2 separate regions of the Sus scrofa genome follow, and region 2 is linked to region 1. The links are chromatin contacts, called in public HiChIP or PLAC-seq maps. All regions are on one chromosome and are shown on one strand. Each heading gives the region's core, a stretch centred on a gene start, on an enhancer-like site or on the middle of the called end of the contact. The rest is flanking DNA. Distances are from core to core; before and after follow the strand shown. Region 1 holds the start of ICAM1 (intercellular adhesion molecule 1). Region 2 holds the start of TYK2 (tyrosine kinase 2).

Region 1 (2,700 bases), core at 47-2,546:
GTTAGGCAGATCATGCAAATAGGGTAAGAGGTGTTAAGGATAGTCTTCATTCTGTGAGCAATGAAGAGCCATGGAGGATTTTGGCAAAAGAAGGGCATGAATTCAGCATTCTTTTCCCTTCCAAGAGGTCAGGTGGAGGGAGTCAGTCCTCCAGGGATAAAGGACATCCAATCAGGCTGGCTCCTCATTCCCTTGGACAAGTGGTTTCCCCTCTCTGGGCCTCAATTTCTCCATCTGTAAGTTGGGTGACTATAGTCACCCCGCCTCCTGCTAATGCAAGTCACACCCAGCGCAGTGCAGGTAACAAGTGACTGCAGGTAAGAGGGAGGGGGGTTGTTGGGATAAGCTTCCTCAGACTGGGGTGCCTCCAAAGCGGAAAATAATGTCTGTCTGAGCCCCTCCCCTAGATCTCTTCCTTCAGCTTTGGGTCTCCTCCATTGGTGCGGAGATGTGTGGATAATTCTGGGATCATTCCCATTTCACAGACGGCAATGGTGAGGCCTGAAAAAGGGCGCTTACTCAGGTGAGAATGCGGGAGAACCCAGACGGAAATAGGGATCAGAACACTTTGTTGAGCTGGCAATCACAATGTCCATCTTTCATTCTCCTGCCACCCTCCCCCCCTTCTCCACCCCCACTCCCCCGACCCCAGGCGCAGCCGCCGGGGCATCCCACTGCTCAGCCTCTGCTCCCCGGGCAAGTCAGCCTTGGAATTCCCCTGAGCTGAGAGTCCTGGACTTCCCCCAGGGGCAGAGGGTGAGGAACAGAATGTACAAGGGTGTGTTGTGGCGGGGAGGGGGGGGAAGTCCCCAGTCCAGGTAAGCTTGGCGAGGGGCTACATCTCTCCAAGCTCTGACCACCTCCTGGGGCCAGGGCACACCCCTTCCAGGTGGCCGCTATTAACTTCTCCATTTTATGGCTGAAAAACTGAGGCTCCTCTGGGAGGGGCAGTCCAGAGTCCCGAAGCCACAGATCGTGCCATAATGGAGGGTCTAGATTCGCACCCAGGGCTGTTGATTTTCAATCGGTGGCTCTAGCCCCAGTTTCCCATAGACAGCTCCCCAAAGTATGAGTGGCCTTATCCCCAAGCCTCCTACCTGGGGACAAGGTCCTCGCACCGCTCCCAGGGGCTTAGCTCGTATCCCGGAGAGCCCGCCCGACAGACGGCAGCCCCCACGCCCGACTCACCTGGGAGCAGAGCCCCAAGCAGGGGCAGGAGCAGGGCCAGGAGCGCAAGCTGGCCAGGATGGGTGGCGCCGGGAGCCATCGCGGAGGCGGCGGGGCGGACTAAGTGGCTCAGAGGCGTGTGGCGCGCACTGTGGCGCCGAGGGTCCTTTTATAGTGGCCCGCCACGGGGGGCCGAGGGGCGGTGCTCCCTTCCCGGAAACCTTGAGCTTTCCCCTCCCGAACGAGGGCTCCGGCATTTCCGCTGAGGGGGTGCCGGGGGCCGTGCCAGATTGTCCACCCGCCTCGCTGGCCGCTCAAGCACCGGAATTTCCCAACTGAAGTAAAGAGGGCTGCCTGGCGGAAGCGACCCGGCTGCAACTCGGGGGTTGCTCCCGGCGCTCGGGGCCCGGGGCCCTGGCTGGGCTAACCTTGATTGTAAGTTTACACTGCGTTTAGCGCTTTACTGAATGCTACCAACCACTCTGGACAGTAGGGACGGTTACTGCGTCCATTCCGTAGAGGGGTAAACAGAGGATCCGAGCTGCGAGGGCCTTCGAACTCGTCTGACTCCCCTGCGCGTTCAGGCCTCTTTAACCGAGTAGAGGCTCCCTCGCTTCGGTGGGGGCCCAGGAATCTTCCCCCAAGCGTTTCTCGTCCAAGGGTGCCCCTCCCCCAAGAGGCATGTTCCCCTCCCAGCTGACACCGAGATTTCCTGGGAAGCGCTGCAGGCACGGGCACCTCCAGGCGCCAGTGAACCCTGGGGGTGAGGACGCAAGCCTCATCACGTCTGCATCCCCCACGGATGGGCGCTCCCACCCCGCCGGGCCTCGCTTCCCCTTTTGGCCTCCGCCGCGTGAACGTCTTTAGTTTTCAGAAAAAGGAAGGAAGCCTCGTGGTCTTGACGCGTGGAACCCCTCCGCTGCAGTTCCCAGGCTCCGTGGAGAAACTGATGCCGCAGACATTGACTGCGAGAGGGGAGAGGGGGCGCTCGAACCATTGCCTTCTGCAGGGAAACTGAGGCAGCCGCTAGGTCCCAGAGTGGGGCGGGGAGAGGGAGTCCTCTGCGCGCAGCTCCCGAAACTCGAACCCCGGCCCCCAGCACTGTGCGAGTGTTTGTCCGGGCTTGTTCCATTAGGGCATTTCAGGGAAATGATGAGGCCCCGCGCCGCGTCTATAGGTCGCCCCCATGCCGCCCCACCCTAACCCCAAGGTCACCCCACACTATCCCCAGGGCCACGCCTGCGCGTGGGACCCCAAGATTCAGCATGCAGCTCGTCAAGGCTGTGGACCCTAGAGTCTCCAAGCGCGGAGCTCCGCCGCCTAAGTCTTCCTGTTGTGGGGGGAGCGTCGCGTCGCCATGGAGACCTACTGGGGCCAAAGAGGTCGAGCTGCAGAAAGGGAAGGGAGGGGGGCCCTCAGGGACGCTAGAACCCTTCCTCCAAGGGAAGGGGCTGCGAATCACTCGCCAGCTAGAAAAGCGTTCCTCTCTCCGCCCTGATTGTTCCTAAGAAATTTCCACGGGGATCTTTCTTC
Region 2 (2,700 bases), core at 122-2,621, 86 kb before region 1:
GAGTTCTTAGTGAGCTAACAATCCAACTGCAGCAGCTTGGGTCACTGCAGAGACACTGTGTGTTGAGGGATCTGGTGCTTCAGGTCACAACTGTGGCTCTGTGGCTTGGTTCAGTCCCTGATCTGGGAACTTCCATATGCCTTGGGTTCCACCATTTAGGGAAAAAAAAAAGACTCCTGCTGTATAGCACAGGGAACTACATCCAATCACTTGTGATGGAACATGATGGAAGATAATATGAGAAAAAGAATGTATGTATGTATAGCTGGGTCACTTTACAGCAGAAATTGACAGAACATTATAAATCAAGTACAATAAAAATTAAAAAAAATAGATAGGCCAAGGATTTATACATCAATGGTGGGAAGAAACTTGATCAGATATCAAGGATTGGGGGATGATCTACAAGGATTCTTTGCTCAGACTGGACTGTGCAGCCCAAAGGTAGGACTGGGGCTAGGTTGAGGGGTAGCCAGGAAAAGGCTCAGAGAGCTAAAGTTTGGTCAGGGAGAAATTCTTCCTCACTTCACTGTGCCTCAGTTTCTTTGCGGCTCCGTGGGTTAAAGATCCTTCATTGTCACTGCGGAGGCTCAGGTCACCGCTGTGGTGTGGGTTTGCTCCCCGGCCTGGGGAACTTCCACATGCTGCAGGCACGACCAAAAAAAATTTTTTTTAAATAAAATAAAATAGATAATTTAAAAGAGAGAGAGAGCCCTCAGAGGACTACAGATGAGATAAAGTGTGTAAAAAGCTCAGCGCATAACCTTCTCCGTAAATGGCAGGGACGTGCTATGTAGGGATCAAGTGGGATGTCCAAGCTGCTACCTAGAGAGCAAAGAGGCTTCAAAGGACGGAGCTACAGGCGATCAGAAAAGGGATGTGAGCAGGTGGCCGGAAATTCCTCCTGTGGAGGAAGACGTTCTCACCCTCAAAGCAAGGCTGGCCTGGCAGATAGGGAAGAGGCTGGATGGAATGTAGGGCCATCTGGCAAGGGGGTTGTAGGACTGAATGGCGGCCCGCTGCAGCCGTAATCGCCGAAGTGAGGACCTAGGCTTGCACCAGATTCGGGTGCGGAAGCCTGACTTGGGTCCACCAGCAGGTGGTTAACAAGTCGCTGAGACTCCGTAAGACCTCATTCCTCCTCCCGAGGCGGAGCGAAAAGTGAAGCCGGGACCAATAGGAGCGCCGCCCTTGCAGAGAAAGGGCGGAGCAGAACGGCGGCCAATGAGTGTGCCTGTTTCAGGCAGCCAATAGGAGGAGGTGTCCCAGCTGCGATCTAGCGGCGGCGGCCCGGGGCTGTGGGGCGGGGTCCCGGGTTCGAGCCAGAGTTCCCGCTAAAGGGTGAGTCTAGATCGGGGCACGTGGGGGCGCGCCCAGGAGATCTTCAGGAATGGCGTGGCCGGCGGGAGATCGGAGACTGACTACCCTGGGCAGGAGGTGGGTAGAAGCGCCCACACTGCCTTAAGACTGGTCTTTACCCGGTGGGTGCACGTCGCGATTTCTGCCCCTACCATCGGGGTTTGGAGGTTTCAATGTTGCGGGGTGGGGGGTTGCGGGTCTCACCCAGATCCCATCTTCAAAGCTGGGTCTGGGCCCAATGGTAACGAGGAAGGAGGAGATGGTCACCCCCAAAGCCCTATCTCCAGGATCTTATTTCGAACGTTAATAAGATAATAATATAGAACATTTGTCGATCGTGTATTGCATTCCAGGCCTTGTGCCGAGCTCTTTCCCTGCCTCACCTCGTTGAATCCTCCCAACAACCCTTTGAGGGAGAGACTGTTATATGCCCACTTTCCAAATGAGGAAACAGGCTCAGAAAGGATTCCTGACAATCCGACATTGTGCTATTACAATATTCTTTTTTTCCCCATCACTGCTTAAATCAGTAATATCGGTGGAATTGCTGACAGCCCCTCTGGGAAATACTGGAGACCTCAGGGGGCCTTGGCCCTGGGCCTAGCTCTCAAAAAGTTCCAGACTGCTGGGAAGAGAGCTGAGCACAGCCCCTCCTCCACTCAGGGAGCCAGCAGGGCCTGCATGTCGCTCCTGGGGATGGATGTAGGAGGCAGTAATCGTGGCTTGAAAGAGGCAGAAGGATTATGATGATCAAACCAATAATTACTTCATTCTTGTTTTTATATGTTATTTTTTCATGTCTATGTCAAGGTACTAAACTGAAACAGGCAGAACAGTGTTGAAAAGGCACAGATTCATTTACAATGTCAGTTTTTTGTTGTTGCTTTTGTTTTTTTGGGTTTTTTTTAGGTCCACACCCACGGCATATGGAAGTACTCAGGCTAAGGGTTGAATCAGAGCTATACCTGCCACTCTCTGCCACGGCTACAGCAATGCCAGCCTCATCTGTGACCCACTGCCACAGCTTGCCACAACTCGGGATGCTTAACCCACTGAGCGAGGCCGGGGATCAAACTTGAGTCCTCATGGACACTGGTTGGGTTCTTTTTTTTTTTTTTTTTGTCTTTTTTGTCTTTTGTTGTTGTTGTTGTTGTTGCTATTTCTTGGGCCGCTCCCGCGGCATATGGAGGTTCCCAGGCTAGGAGTTGAATCGGAGCTGTAGCCCCTGGCCTACACCAGAGCCACAGCAACGCGGGATCCGAGCCGCGTCTGCAACCTACACCACAGCTCACGGCAACGCCGGATCGTTAACCCACTGAGCAAGGGCAGGGACCGAACCCG

What was found. HiChIP or PLAC-seq counts read pairs in DNA pulled down with a chosen protein or histone mark.
Region 2: a contact with region 1 is called in an H3K27ac HiChIP or PLAC-seq map of alveolar macrophages. The contact joins the promoter of TYK2 here to the promoter of ICAM1 in region 1. A contact is called at or near these places in 2 of 5 promoter capture datasets (fetal skeletal muscle and liver), 17 of 47 Hi-C or Micro-C datasets (adipose tissue, alveolar macrophages, blood and 10 more) and 2 of 2 datasets of contacts at active chromatin or transcription factors (alveolar macrophages and skeletal muscle).

What each region holds. Positions count from the first base shown.
Region 1 is chr2:69,095,732-69,098,431 of Sscrofa11.1, reverse strand. ICAM1 (intercellular adhesion molecule 1) reads right to left here and starts at 1,296. Exons shown (of 7, transcript NM_213816.1): 1 at 1,189-1,296. The coding sequence starts at 1,267.
Region 2 is chr2:69,182,077-69,184,776 of Sscrofa11.1, reverse strand. It overlaps TYK2 (tyrosine kinase 2), which reads left to right and starts at 1,371. Exons shown (of 25, transcript NM_001114670.1): 1 at 1,371-1,481.